Regions from separate parts of the Gossypium hirsutum genome. Here region 2 is linked to region 1. Evidence: chromatin contacts called from public Hi-C data. All regions are on one chromosome and are shown on one strand. Each heading gives the region's core, a stretch centred on a gene start, on an enhancer-like site or on the middle of the called end of the contact. The rest is flanking DNA. Distances are from core to core; before and after follow the strand shown.

Evidence for each region. Hi-C and Micro-C count contacts between places; a contact is called where the count stands out from the background.
Region 2: a Hi-C map of leaf shows a contact between it and region 1, with 2.2 times the contacts expected there. The contact joins the promoter of LOC107948846 here to the enhancer-like site in region 1. A contact is called at or near these places in 2 of 34 Hi-C or Micro-C datasets (both in leaf).

What each region holds. Positions count from the first base shown.
Region 1 is chrA04:74,817,593-74,821,808 of Gossypium_hirsutum_v2.1, forward strand. It overlaps LOC107948836 (a long non-coding RNA gene), which reads left to right. Exons shown (of 2, transcript XR_005925677.1): 2 at 1-233. Among protein-coding and RNA genes, the nearest start is that of LOC107948836, 4.1 kb to the left of the region's middle. Within about 2 kb of position 2,014, at least 2 of the 9 cell types and tissues checked have an H3K27ac peak or open chromatin away from gene starts, as enhancers often do. A contact at or near this core is called in leaf, where this site is marked.
Region 2 is chrA04:75,034,587-75,038,953 of Gossypium_hirsutum_v2.1, forward strand. It overlaps LOC107948846, which reads right to left and starts at 2,523. Exons shown (of 2, transcript XM_016883495.2): 1 at 1,444-2,523; 2 at 30-871. The coding sequence starts at 1,862. The coding sequence ends at 637.

The DNA.
Region 1 (4,216 bases), core at 764-3,263:
ATAAAGCAAGGTCTGGCTTGAGAGTGCACAGGCAATGCTTCACATCCTGCTTGCCATTTACTCATGTTTCTGAAAATAAATCATGTGACTGGTTAAAAATTAATACTAGCTATTAGAAGGTATCTAAAATCATAATATACTTTTATTTATGTAATTGATGAAAAATAATTTCATTTCTAAATTTTTGACATTTACTATCCCTAATTTGAATATATTTTGCTGAAATTTGATAATAGGTTCAATGGAAATCAAATTGTATATGAAAGCTTTTTCTATGCAGTGATGTTGTGCTTGTCTTGTATTGGAGATAAAGTAGATATAATGTGTAGATATGCAGTTGTCCCCTTCAAATTCTGTATTGATGTATGATTGTTCATTATTGAGTGGGATGCATTTGAGCAGGTTTGCTGAAATTACGAAGTGGTCCGATCAACCATCGGTGAAGGTGGTGGTCACAGTTGATGCACCTGCTGTTCTCAAATTAGTCATTTAAAGCAGCTTTTATAAAATATTTTCAGGAAATCTGCCAAACAGCAGAAAATATTTTATACAGATTCATCCAAACACCAGAAAAATAAATCATTTTCAGAAAAGTAAATCATTTTTCAGAAATTATTTTCCGAAAAATAATTTACTGGCAAACAAACGTAGCTTAATATTTTTTTAAAGATTTTATTTTAGTTTCTTTTTTTTTTTACATTTTTTTGTTCTCGATTTTCATGGTTTGGACCAAACTGTTATCTATGGGCCAATTTTGTTTTTGTTTTGTTTTATAAGTTAATAAAATGTCCAGCCCGATAATCTTCAAAAAAAAAAAAGATACGTACATATTAAAATTATATATTAATTTTTTGTAAATATATTTTTAAAAAAATTATTTTAAAAATAATATATATTATTAAATTTATTTTTTAAAATAATATTTTTAAAAAATATTTTATTAGTTTTTAAAATATTATATAGATTATTGCTATTTGTTTTATTTTAAATTTAAAAAAAGAAGAAGGTATTTTACATCCATTACTAAACTATTCCAAAACATCATTCTTATCTATCGAACAATAATTTATTATTCTTTATCTATTACATTAAATTAACTGAATATCGTGTCCATTTCCACTTAATAGTTATTCTATTACAATAAACCAAATATATAGTTAGAATCCTTAAATTTGAAGTTACAAAATAATGCAGGAACATTACCCCTCCTAGCAAGAAAATCGTGCAATCCAAAGAAGATATTTTTAATATGATATAGGGTTTGTTTAGTAGTGATTAAAAAAATTTACTTTTTGAAGAAAAGTTGAAATTTTTTGTTTTTCAAAAACACCTTTAAAAAGGATAAGCTAAAGCTTTTAGCTTTTCCTCTTCTAAAAGTATTTTTAGTATTTAATTACTTTTTCATCCCTCCAACAATATAATACTTTACATTCTTTCTTTTTTCCCTCGGTGTTTAATTACAAATGTGTTCAAATCATTAATTAAAAATAAAAAAATATTTTTTAAAATAATACAAATATGTTAATATCTAATTACAAATATTTAATGGTTATATTTAAATATTTAAAATATAGTTTATATATTCTAATTAAATTTTATAAATAATTAATATTTATTGCTTAAAAATATTTAAAATTTTTATTTCATATATTAAAATATTAACAACAATTTATAAAAAAAATTTATATTCTTACTAAAATATAATAATATTAATTAATTTTAATATTATTTAAATACATATTTGTTACTTGATAATATCATGTTTAATATGAACATTTTATTTTTTAAAATCACTTTTTGAGAAGAATACTAAACACTTAAATCTTGAACTAACATTTTTAAAAATACTTCTTAAAAATATTTTTTAAAAGCACTTTTCAAAAACATTATTAAACTAACCCATAATATTTTGCTACGTTCGACCCCAAGAAAATTAGGCCTAAAATAAGGTTGTCTAGTGCAAGCATGGGCGGCACATGCAAGTCAGGTTTAAAACCCTCGTCGACATGGGCACTTTGTACATCGCTTTCATGCTCTTAACGTGTTCAACTTTTGTTTTGGGTCTATTGATCTTATCTGCTGATTAAGCTTTGGAGTTTTTAGCTGCTTGTTTTTTAATTGTGCTACTCTTCTATCATTTCCAATGCCATACTTTTGCATAAGTGTTTCACTTTCATCTCACCCACATCATTTCCCCTTACAAAACACATTTATTAGTAATCATAACTTCATAATCTTATCATAACCCACACCGATTTTGAATTTGTCAAACATTGCTTTTCCTACCTCATGTTTATCTTCAAGTCATGGTTTCTTTTCTCCACTTTCCATTTCCTAAAATATTTCTTTCTATTTATTAGTTTTAGATTATAAAATTGTTCTACTCAATTTTAGTCATACTTAAATATAAGTATTATAAAAAAATTTATATTAAAAATTAGATTATATTTTGATCATTTTATTAAAAAAATGAGTAAATTAGTTCTTCTACATTAGATCAAAGAGTAATTTGGTCCTTCAATTAAAAATTTCATTCATTTTTGCTTATAAAAATTGGTCTTTGTATGTCAGTATGAGGTATATGTGGCATGCAACGTGTCACTTCTGGTTATTCTATCAACCACACTAAATTTTAACAGCAAAATCGGATGAAATTTTTAATACAAATAATTAATTTACTCTTTGATCTAATATATAGATACTAATTTACTTATTTTTCGAATAAATGAAACAAAATATAATCAAATTTCTAATTCATAATACTTTTTAGAAGTGATATAGAGAGTATAGATATGACCCAACCTCCTCTCAAAATAGATTGTTATATTATCAAAGTGTTTTTCTCCACCCTGTGATGGCATGACATAAGAATCATTCTCTTTATCACTCATCATCATTCAAGTTGAGAAACCAAATTTCATCATTGTTAATTGAACTCCAAAGTCCAAATGAAATAATCAATCTATCTAATATCGATTTGAAAATTTTATCCAAAACATTGGATAACATAACACTTTAGTTCTCTCTCTCAAATCATAACGGGAGGGGACCCTAACCGGTTCAGATTTCTCTTTACATTGTGTTATTCTATTGGTTTCTCCATTTTATTTTTTTTCTTTATATAAAAAGTTGAATGATAGTAGTTGTGTTAGTTTTCCTTTTAAAGTTGTGAGTGATGAATAAGACCCAAGTCGAGGGGCTTGGTCCAACAGGACAAAACAAAAAGATAAGCTCTTAATAGGGCGGTTAATGGATGGTTAGGACTTAGGTAAGGTCTAGTGACAATATCTTGCTCATCTTAATATCTTCTACCTATTATTTAAATGTGATGCAATAACAGAGAGAATGTAAATTTAAGTGTATTTAAATACACATTGCCTAATGTTGGGGATCGACCCGATTAAACAACGAACAAGTAAAAATAGCGGAAGAAATTGAGAAATTGAACATACAAATTTAAAGTGGAAAAACCCCTCCAAAAAGGACAAAAAAATCACGGGCAAAAATAGTTTTACTATAATGGAAAAAGAACGAAGAGTACAAAAGATGGAGATAAAAACTAAACCCCGAAAACCCGAAAAACGTAAACACAAATTTCTCTAAAAGTGTTATGAGTTCTAATCTCTAATGGGTGAATTTTTTAAGGTTGTAAAAAAACTTATTTATAGGCTAAATTCATAGGTCAAATAATAATAAAATAATCTAAACTAATCAGAGTTTGATTAAAACAAATAAATATAGTTTAATTGGAAGATTATTTCTCAAATTTGACTGAAATAGGAGTCATACTTAACAAATCTCCATCTTGACTCATATTTCCACAACGCCATCTTTGCCAAAGCCCGCCACGGGCCTATCTTGAACCTTGAACTATGCAGAGAATTAATTGAGTGAAATCTGTGCTTAGAAACTGGAAGACGTCTAGTCTTCGACTTTTACACTACCAAATCAAAACTAACCCGGGTCTGATTTTTACGAACACAGTACCCTAACTTTTCAAAACCTGCATCCAAAAGAAAACCTCTCTTCAAAGAAACGGTCATACATTTTTCCCTCCTATGACCAAGTTGCCTCTGCTCCAAATGAGTTGACTTCAACTCCGTAACGGACGAGGGACGTTTGATTTCACCGGTTACTGTAGAGCCTTTCAGAATATAAAGACTGCCGGTTCTTTTACCTTTTAACAAAACGAGAGCTCTACGAGATAATTTAATAT
Region 2 (4,367 bases), core at 1,273-3,772, 220 kb after region 1:
TCCATGTTAACTCAGCAGATAGCAACATATACTTGTAATCGGATATCGAATCCTTTTTTTTTTCCACGTTCAATTTTTATTGTGACGAGTCCACAAAAATGGCACTGGGAAAGACCTTTGTTTACAATTTTATACTTGGTTGTTTGCTACATTAATGTAATACCCTTTCCAAGTCGACCACTTGTGCATTAATGAGGCATACAGGGAGGGAAGTATTTTGATGGTTTAGAACAGCAGAAGATAAGAGACAAAAGAATCTTGTCTGTCGTATGTAAGTTAATTGATGGCGGGACCATGGTGTCATCAAACAACCGTCTATGCCAGACACTGCTTTGTCTTACTTGAATGAAAAGGCCAAATGCGTTTTCTTGAGTGTCCCCACTGCTTTAATATCAATCTCCTTTTGCTTGTTTAAGCTTAAGGGTGGAAAGTGACGCCCACGAAACGTTCCAACAAAGATAATACCAATTTGGAAGTCAATAGAAGCAAAAAAAAAAAAAAAAAAACCGAATAGTTGTACAGGTTTTCAAATTTTTATTTTTAATATATTGGGTATATTGAACTCTCTAAGACTATATTATTATTCATCTCCGTTTCATTCGTTCGATTTTGTTCAAGAACATGTGGTACCGAATTTTAGGATGATGGCATATTGAAGTGAAAGAGCCATGATATCACAAATGCAAATACCATGCAAGCAAGGAGAAAATTGAGGATGCGGTGGCCATGCCAGAAACTTGGAGTGTCTGTATGAGCTGCTGGTCCTGGGACTGTAGCTGTTGTCGTGGAACTGTTGGTGTCGTTCGATTGATCGGTACCCTCGTTCACTCCAACTACATTGCGTGCAATAGAATGACAAATCTCGCAAGTCCTGAAACAATTAAGCAGACTTGAATTATCAATATCATCAATTATATATATAATGAAGCCATGTTCATCTGCCATGATAACAGTTTTATGCATAGTTATTGCATCAATAGTTGTTTCGACAAAACATTACATAAATCCGGACATGCATGAAGTGCAGAACATGCCAATGGCTAGAATAGAGAGCTACTTGCACCACTCATATAATGTCAATAATAGGGAACCATTAGTTAAAAAACTTCCAAAGTGGCATACCACCAAGCAATGATCATTAATCAAAGGGAATGCATCAAAAAAGGTCAAATCTTCACTTTCATACAATGATAGGAGATTCCTAAATCACAAAAAAACAAAGCACTTAGCAGCAAACAATTTGTCGGTTTAGTCTTAAAACATATCGTAGGAGAGTTTTTAAAGCTTTAAGCATTACTTTAATTTCTTCTCCATTAAGCAAATCAAATGCATTTTTCACCTTATCAAAATAACCAAAAATTTTAACTCTTCGTTCCCTTGAGTGGGTAGTTAATGTTATTAAGAAAGAGTAAATTCCAAGTCAATAGAAATGTTTTCACTTACTTATTTCCTCTGATCTTGAACCATGCCTCAGCGCAAAGTTTATGAGCAGCAGCAAGATCATCTTTACAAGAACAACCCAATTCAATAGAAACCCCGGATTCATGGCTGTTACTTTCCAAACCCAAATGACAAATTCTACAAACTTTCTCCACTTTGGCCAAATGCACCTTGATTTCAGCAACTCCTCCCTCAGTCTCCGCCTCCACTGAACAATCCGACACCCTCCTGGAATCCGAAGCGCCGCCGTCAATCTCTCCCTCGGCGAAGCTGTAATCGTCATAAGAACCACCTGCAGTTGAATAAAACTGAGAGTAGCATGAACCCTCGTCGGCTTCCGAGAAGCAGACGCTAGCCTCCCCGGAGCTGATGTCACTCCCGTCGCGGCGGTGAGTTCCTTGCTCTAAATCGATGTGGGACATCTCTAGAAAAGACCCAGAAGCTCAAAACTTGACAACTTTGGAGTTAAATTCGCTTATAATGTCTCAATAGTTTGAAGATGTAAACGCTTGGTAGGCTCAAAATTTCAAGCTTTGGATGGGGTTTTAACAAAACTAAGATAAAAAATGGGGATTTAAATAAGTTTCCATTTTAATATCTCACCCTTTAATTCGATAAACGTTTCAATAAGAAAGAAAACTTATAAAATGGAAACACCCAAAACAAAGGTGAAGAAGAAGGGAAGATTTAGAGAACATTCATGGCTCAATAAATAAAACCTAAGAAAAATGGTGAGGAAAGGGATAAGAGAGGAGTGATGGTCTGTTAGAAGTGTCGTTCAGACAGAGACAGAGACAGGCACTGCAAAAGAAGAACAGAAGCGTACAGTTAATGCACAGAAGAATTGAGGACTGAGAAGAGATTTGATATTTATTTTTTTTAATTATGAGAGTTAAAGGAAAAATAAGAAGAAACCAAGTTGAAAGAGGAAGTTTTGATGGTGGGTACTTTGGGATCTTTGTCTGAAGCAGATTCTGTACGTCCGATGGTATCATCAAGTTGTGATTTGTGAATCTTTAGATAATCGGACGTTTGATATTTCAAGTACCCATACTCCTTTGAATAACTCAATGAATTTTTTTGAGATTACCAAACAATTTCACGTTGGAAAACTAAATAGCCACTTTTTTGTCGTTTATGTTTTTTTTCTTTTATTTATTTTTTTCGTTTGGTTTAATATTTACTTTGTCCCTTTAACTTAAACATTTTTATCTAGTAAGTCTTTAATTATTTTGGACTTAGTGTCATGTAGTGCGGATTAAAATACTTGACAAATTTATAAAAAAGTCTAATGAAAGTCAATCGATTAAATTAGGCTCATTCGATCAATTTAAATGGGCTCGATTCGTGAAACATATGGAAAAGTTTATCTATTTAAAACCTTGAGTGAAACATCTTACCAAGGTAATTATTATAAATCCTAAGGGATAAAAATGTATAGAGTTTAAATCTCTTAATACTCTCATCTTATAGATAGGCACTAATCTTAGCTATTTATGTAATTTAATCTATACCATTGGAACTGGAGCAACTTAACTATAAATAGAGGTTTTCTCTAACCTTCAAAGTAATAAAGATACTTTGAGAGCATTTACTCAAACACATAGTGTGTGTTGCTTTCTTGTGGTATTTTTTGTTCTTTCATTGTTCTTTCAGAGTCAGGCTAATTTAGGCGGATTTAAATTCAAAAAGTCGCCTAAGGTCACATGAATTGCGGACTAAAATTATAGCCTCGTGATACTAGTTGGTACTTGAACTTGTATTCAGTGAATTAGGCCAGTACTCTATATTAACATTGTTAGTTTGTACTAACATGACACTGTTAGCCAATTCAATGGTGCCATGTTGTAGATTCCTAGTATGTCATGTGACAAATACAAATAAAAAAATTAAAAATATAAATTAATAAAATATATATATAATTTTTCACATCAAGAATGAACTTAGACAACCATGCCCAAATTCATTTCAAATGTGTTTTTAGTAATTTTAAATATTTTTTATTTTTATAAAATATTAAGTTATTTATACTATTATTTTAAAATAAAAATATATAGAATTTTAAAATATGTAAAGGGTTTTTTTAATTCTAAAAAATTAGAATAAATTTGAACAAATGTGAAAAACATAGTTTTTTTATTAATTTATATTTTTAAATATTTTTTTATTTTTTAATCTATGTTTGTTGTATGACATAGTAAAACACCATTGAATTTGTTAGCAGTGCTATGTAAACACAAATCGTATCAATTTGGTTGACAAAATACAAATTTAACTACCAACAAAATCTAAAGAAAAAAGATCAACTAGGTACAAATGAACAAGTTTAAGGGGCAAAATAGATATCAACTCATTTAGTTTATATAAGTTAATAAGAAGACAAAATTATCCTTGAGCTCTAGCAAAAAAAAAAAAGAAGTTAAATCTTATTATTATTTTATATATTATGCATAAATTAGATATTTAGTCTTTTTATTTTAATTTTTTTTTTAATTTTGTGACTTTTGTAGAAGTTGTTAATTGTAAATATAAGCAATTAGCACCGGTGATTAGTTAGCTTTAAAGTAGTTAATTAATTTGATTTCCACCAGTAATAGTTTTATATAAACTAGAGATTGTAACTTTATTTAGTGAGACAACACACTATGCAACAACATGGTATCAGAGGTGAAAATCAGGTTAAAATTGCCTTGTTTTTCATTTTTTTTGGTTTTTTTATTTTTTTTTTCATGTATTCTTGATTTCTTGCCTGCCATCATCACTAAGTCGGGTCCTCTGTACCATCACTATTATATCTTGTCACTCTGCTACCTCATGCTGTTCTGTCAATTAGTTTCTTGGTTCACCATGTCATATCACGTGGCTTTATTGATTGGTTTCTTCTCTTGTTTCTCGTAACTTTCTTGGTTTGTTGGTTTGTCCAATCA